Regions from separate parts of the Canis lupus genome. Here region 2 is linked to region 1. Evidence: chromatin contacts called from public Hi-C data. All regions are on one chromosome and are shown on one strand. The core of a region is the stretch at or near the end of the contact, and the rest is flanking DNA. Distances in the headings are between cores, read along the strand shown.

What was found. Hi-C and Micro-C count contacts between places; a contact is called where the count stands out from the background.
Region 2: a contact with region 1 is called in a Hi-C map of blood, with 3 times the contacts expected there. The contact joins the promoter of PSMD1 here to the promoter of SP100 in region 1. A contact is called at or near these places in 2 of 9 Hi-C or Micro-C datasets (blood and skin fibroblasts).

What each region holds. Positions count from the first base shown.
Region 1 is chr25:42,720,534-42,723,671 of UU_Cfam_GSD_1.0, reverse strand. SP100 (nuclear autoantigen Sp-100) reads right to left here and starts at 1,515. Exons shown (of 29, transcript XM_038574098.1): 1 at 1,358-1,515. The coding sequence starts at 1,389.
Region 2 is chr25:43,185,530-43,188,667 of UU_Cfam_GSD_1.0, reverse strand. It overlaps PSMD1 (26S proteasome non-ATPase regulatory subunit 1), which reads right to left and starts at 1,565. Exons shown (of 25, transcript XM_038574162.1): 1 at 1,402-1,565. The coding sequence starts at 1,417.

The DNA of each region.
Region 1 (3,138 bases), core at 266-2,765:
AGTTTGGGTGTGGGGAGATGGCTTATCCATCTGAACATACTGATTCAGCTACTTAGAAAAGCAATCGAGCAGGATGCATAAACAAGTAAATATTAGTAACCTTTGCCTCCCCGATTCTACTTTTTTTGGTTGCTGACATGAGACAAATACTTGTAAATGTACACAAATATAAGGAAATCGATGATTCATATCATAGTTTCTTGACAAAGTGAACAACTGAAGATGACCTAAATGTCCGTCAATGGACACTGCAGGATGACTTAAAAATTGTGGTGTATCTATTCTATGGAAAAGCATGTGGCTCTTAAAAAGAATGAAGTAGACATATATTAAGGTGATCTCTAGAATTTTCACTATTAAAATAAGATAAAATGAAAAATGTAAAATAGCATATACAATATAATCCCATTTATTAAAAAAAAAAAAAAAGCCAAGGCACAAAGTGCTTATTTAGGGAAATAAGCTACACCTATAAATGCACAGAAAAAGATCTGAAAGTTTATGCCGGAAACACTTAATAGGACCCAGGTTAGAAGTGGTGGCGGGGTAGGTGGTAAACAGGATGTTTTTCCCTCTATATAATTTCCATTTTGTTTAAAATTTGCTGAGAAAAAAAAATACAATTTGCTGAGCAAGAATATATAATGTATTTCTTTTCTATTAAACAATAAATTGATCAAAATAGTAATATTATCTCTGACCCATCACTAGAGAACTAGATAGGCTTTCCACCCCCTTCCAGAACAACAAAAAATCGTAGTAAAGATAAAAATCCTGAGCCTGCGCTACATACTTTGGTGGTCAGGAGCCTTTCTCTTTTCTTTACTTCCTTTGGTCAAGATGATGAGGAAAAACCCAGACCCCCAGCCAGAGATAGAAGCAGGGCCCGAGCCGATGATGGAGGCCCGTTCACAGGACAGGTGTTGAGACCACAGCACCCAGCGTTTGAGCAGAAGTCAAGTGTGTTTACTCTGCACGGCCTATTTTCTCAATGTGACCTTTTCTGAAGTGACTCACGAAGGTAGAGGAGGCCTGAGGGAAAGTAGAAAGTTCAGAGGTCATGAGGAGGAGACAACAAATCCCTCTGGCAAGCCTCAGAGAGGAGAGGGCCTCCAGCTGAGCAGCGTTGCAAAACCAGAAAGTCCTGCGTGTGGCGTGGTCGTGAGCTGACCCCAGCCCCTGATTCCCTCATGACCTCTTCCAGCACTTTATTATACCGCAAGCCAGCATTCTTGTAGACCGGGTCTAAAGTCCAGATTTTGTTTTAGGGTCTCAACTTTGGACTCTTTAGAAAGACAGTGAAGCAGCCCCCAGCCAGAAAGAGGGAGGGATGAGAGGGAAAGAGATCAAGACTGACCTGGAACTGAGGTCTCTTTCCCCATCGGCCATGTTTCCACTCTGGGCCCCCCTGGGCCCCCGCCTGGGCCTCAAGTATGGCCTTCGGACCCTGCTTTGGGGCGGCCTGGTTCACGGTGGCTGCTAAGCCCAGAGCAGGAAGTTTGTGAATTGACTCAGGCACACAGAGCTCCGCCCAGGTTGGGAAAAGAGAAGTGAAAGTATCTCTCTTTTGCTGGGCAGATAGGGTTTCCTTCCTGCAGCTCCTCCATGGTTCTCAGGCCCCAAGACTTGTGCCAGCAGGCATAGAGGGCGAGGAGGGACTCCTCAGGGCCTGGAGAGGCCGGGGCCAGTCCCTGGGGTCCACTTGTTGGACACAGAAACATCTGTGTGTCCTCAAGTGCTCCTGCCTTTCTGTCTAAAAGGGCTTCTGAGTGTAATGGGGTGGGCAGTGGGGAGCTTAGTGTTTGTCCCTTCCCCTGGCTGACATGGCTGGGGGGCGAAAGGAGGGAGAGTCGGAAGATTCTTGTCTTCTCCCTTCCTGTGGGAGAGCCTGCACTGGGTAAGGTCCCAGCATGGGAACACGGGGCTGCAGGGAGCCCAAACGCTCAGCATCATATACCTGGGGAAATGTTCTTACTGTTCCTAGAACTCCACTGCAGGTTAAGAGAGAAGTCTGCAAGGCCACAGCCAAGGGGGTGACGTTGGTTAACATCTCCAGCACATGAGTTTAAGGTACCCTGACCCCAGGGATGATGAGACACCCGAAAAGGAGTCCTGGGAATGCTGAGCAGGGCAGGCTTCCTCCCTTGGATGGAGGAGGCTGGAACTGAGAAGACCGGGAAGCAAATGGGCAGGTGAGCCCAGTGGGGAGGGTGACCTCTGCCTCCGAGTCCTGTCTGTCCATGGATTTCTCACTGGGATTCCGAGTGCTCATTCCACAAAGCTTGACTCAATTACACTTGAAACTGCAGGGGAAGGAGGTTTCCACCCTCTTTCCTTAGATATCCTGTCTTTCCCCACAAAGGCGCCAACATCAGCCTGGCGAGGATTCCAGGATGCTGATAAGGACATCCTTACCCATGGGGCGCGGGTCTCTCTGCCCCTCTCTCCCTCCCTCTCATGACTAGAAGGACTAGTAAGCTGAGCCACTGTTGGGCCTCCATGGGATATGTGGCCCAGACAAGGCCCGACACAGATGACACCAGCCTTTTCTAGTGTCCCCTGCCTCTCTCCTTCTCTGTCCCTGGGCAGCAGCCTGAGCCAGGCCACCACCGTGCCAGATGTTGTCATAAACGTGCCAGCTCTTCAGTGGGTCTGCATAGGGTTGCTGAGATAGGCAGCTGGCGGGGTGGGGGCACCCGCGGGTGGCCCTCGTGGGGTTGGCCGTGCCACCTTTGGCTGCTCCTGGCCTGAAGGAGGGTTGGAGCCATTCCTATGGGGCCAGAGGAAGCTGGGCGAGCCCCACCTCTGCAGAAGCTGCTGTGGTTCCTGAGGAATCTGGAGGTCTCTTGAAGAAAGTGAAGTTTCTGTGATCCAGAAAATGCCAGGCCCACCGGCTTAGCAAAGAGAAAGAACCAGCCTGAGAAGTAGATGGAACTCCTGAAAATTCCACTGGCCTGATTTGCAGGAAACAAGGAAGCACCTGGGGCAGTTCTTGCAGCTTCAAGGAATAGTAGTAACACCAGGGTCCACTGTCTCTGTCCTGGAAGGAGCCCAAGTGCTGGACCTGGAGGCCTGGAGGTGGGAGAGGCCACGCTGAGGAGGGACCACCAGGCAAAGGACCCACCAAGGGGACGGGCT
Region 2 (3,138 bases), core at 316-2,815, 460 kb before region 1:
AGTCTGGATTTTATTCTAAACACAATGGAAATGACCAGAGATTTTAAGCAAAAAAAAAAAAAAAAGACCTGTGATTAAAGTTTGAAAAAAAATTACTCTGCCTACATACAGCAAGAAGAACGGACTATATGAAGATAACGGTGGAAAAACAAAATCTTAAGGCTGTCACAGTAACCCAGACAAAAGATAAAAGATGGCTTGGGATAAGAAGAAGCCGTGGCATTGGATGGATGTGAAACAGAAGGACGCCTACATTTACAAGTGGCAAGAAACGTTACCTTTCGGGAGCAATGACTGGAAAAACTCTGTCCTCTTTGAGCTAAAATTCACTTCATTTGCATCGCTTGGGGACAAAAGTCTAATTCCAGGTACAGGTGACAGCTCTCGGAAATCTCTGAAGGTAACTTCTAGGTTTCTAGGGTCAAGCAATCCTCCACAGATATATGGGTTTGAGCTCCTCCTTAACAAGTCAGTTTGACCGCTAGCCTGTTTACAGCAAAACACTTGTGGACAAACCTAGATAACACAGGACGAGGAAAGGATGTGTGTGTGTGTGTGTGTGTGTGTGAGAGAGAGAGAGAGAGAGAGAGAGAGAGAGCAGGTAAGAAAAAAAAAATCAAACCACTAAGGCTGTGGACAGCTATATGCAAATGACTCTGCGGTGGGTGGTGGGTGGTGGGTGGTGGGTGGGTGGGGGCCTATCTTCACAGCTCCTGGCATTTCAAGGCCATCACCCGAGCCTACAGAGGCAACGGTGAAGCGTTGCAACTTGCACCGCACGCCCAAGAATTCTTCCCTCAATGCAGAAGTCTTTACCGAGTACCTAGTCTCCGATCCACAGACAGGTTATCAGTATCAAGCAGGCTCCGGGGGGCTGTCTGGGCGCTCGAGCTGAACACTAGCGGAGCACCCCGAGAAACACCCCGCCTCGAGTGCGCTTCAGACTGGACCCCAAGGAGAACGGAGCTGGGGTTAGGTCCGGGCGCCTACAGAGTAGTGAGGCTGCCGCCCCCCCCACCCCCCCACCCACCTGCGGGGAAGCGCTGGGATCACACGATCCCCCGGCGCCAAACTCGGAAGCGACAGGATCGAGGGAGCCCCCCCACCCCCCGGGGGCGGAAAAGGGCCCAGGAGCCCCTCGGGCGCGGGCGCGGGCGCGGGGGTGTGACCGCGGGTGGGACGCGCTGCGGGTGGGCGGCACGTCCCGGCCGGAGGTGACCGCCGGGGCCCTCGGGGAGGCCGGCCCACACAGGCAGCCCCCGGGCCCGGGGGTGCGCGGCGGGCAGCGAGGGGCCGCGCAGGCCGGCGCTCCGCCGGGAGGTGCCCAGTCACCGGCCCTGACTCAGCTAAAAGCCGGCGTGGCGGCTCCTCCCTTTGGGCGCCGGCGGCGGGCGCACTCACCAGCTGAAGTGATCATGGCTGCGTCCCGCACGAGCCCGCCCGCTCGCTCGCCGTCCCGGCCGCGCCGTGTGTCTGTCAGCTCCCGGCCCGTGGGCTCCGCCGCGCCTCCCGCTCCCCGGTGCGCTGCTCAGTCAGTCGCCTCCTCAGGCCGCCGGCTCGCGTCTCTCCCAGGACCCCGCCCGCCGCGGGGCTGCCCGCCGCTCCGCCTGCCGCTCGGCGCGAACTCTCCCCGCCGCGGCCTGCGGTTTTCCGCGCCGCCGCCGCCGCCGCCGCCCCGGCCCTCGCCGCGGGGTGCGCGGAGAGCGTCATGTTTTCTCTTACCCTCCTCGAGGTTCAGCGCTCCCGCTGCGGCGCGAACACTGCTGGGCACCTGCGATCGGGCTTCAGAATAGCCACCCCCAGAGAGAGGACCCCATTATCACCCGCCATTGCTCAGAGCAAGGGTGTTGCGGGCAGGGGCTCGCGGTGCTCGCAGCGCCACCTGCTGCTTGGGCGGACTCTCCGTAGTTATGCCCCCGCCCTCCCCGGCCCTCATCCTCCTCCCTCTCCCAGCTCCAGCCAAACTTTTGGGGGTAGGAACAATGCAAAGGGCATTTTGTTAGAAAAGTGTGTTTTGGGAGATCCCTGGGTGGTTCGGCGGCTTAGGGCCGCCTTTGGCCCAGGGCGTGACCCTGGAGACCCGGGATCGAGTCCCGCTTTGGGCTCCCTGCATGGAGCCTGCTTCCCTCTCTGCCTCTCTCTGTTTCTTCTTGAATACATAAATAAAATCTTTACAAAAAAAAAGAAAAGAAAAATGAGTTTCGACGTTTTTAAAAAAGCAGAACACACTTTCAAAAGAAATCCTCAAATGTTTTATCATAATGAATCGCTAAGTAATCACTGATTTATAATAAAATTGAAAGAATTTATTTTTATTTATTTTTATTTATTTTTATTTTTTGTTTGTTTTAGAATTTTTTTTTAACATTTGGAATAGTTAGTACTGAATTAGTATTGTATGTTGTTTGAAAGAGATGTGGGCACTGAGGGGCGCACTTGATGGGATGAGCACTGGGTGTTATTCTATTTGTTGGCAAATTGAACACCAATAAAAAAATAAATTTATTTAAAAAAAAGAAGAAGAAAAAGAAAAAAAGGTGTGGGGCAGGGACACCTGGGTGGCTCAGCGGTCTAGCGCCGCCTTCAGCCCAAGGAGTGATCCTGGGGACTGAGGATGGAGTCCCACATCCAGCTCCCTGCATGAAGCCTGCTTCTGCCTCTCTCTCTCTCTCTAGTGTCTTGTGAATAAATAAGTAAAACCCTTTAAAAATAAATAAAAAAAGAAGTGTGAAAAGATACACAGTGAAAGTGTTCCAAAGGAAAAAGAAAAGCTTCCCATTCTTGTCTTCCACCAGTCTAGTTCTTTCCCCCCAGAGCAACAGGTTTTTGGTTTTTTTCTTTTCTTTTTCTATTTCAAGATTTTATTTATTTGAGAGAGTGAGCACAGTGGGGGAAAGGGTAGCGAGAGGGGGGGAGCCTGACATGGGACTTAACCCCAAGACCCCAGGATCCTGATCTGAGCTGAAGGCAGACACCCCACCAACTGAGCCACCCAGGCGCCCCTCTTGATTTTTCCTATGTCTAATTTGAAATGGCAGGTGTGATGGCCATTTGCAGTCATGCACCAGCTTCAAAAGCCAATTTAGTTTAATAGTCCTGCGAAAGCCTTAACAAAGATTAGAGACAGATGGTGGCATT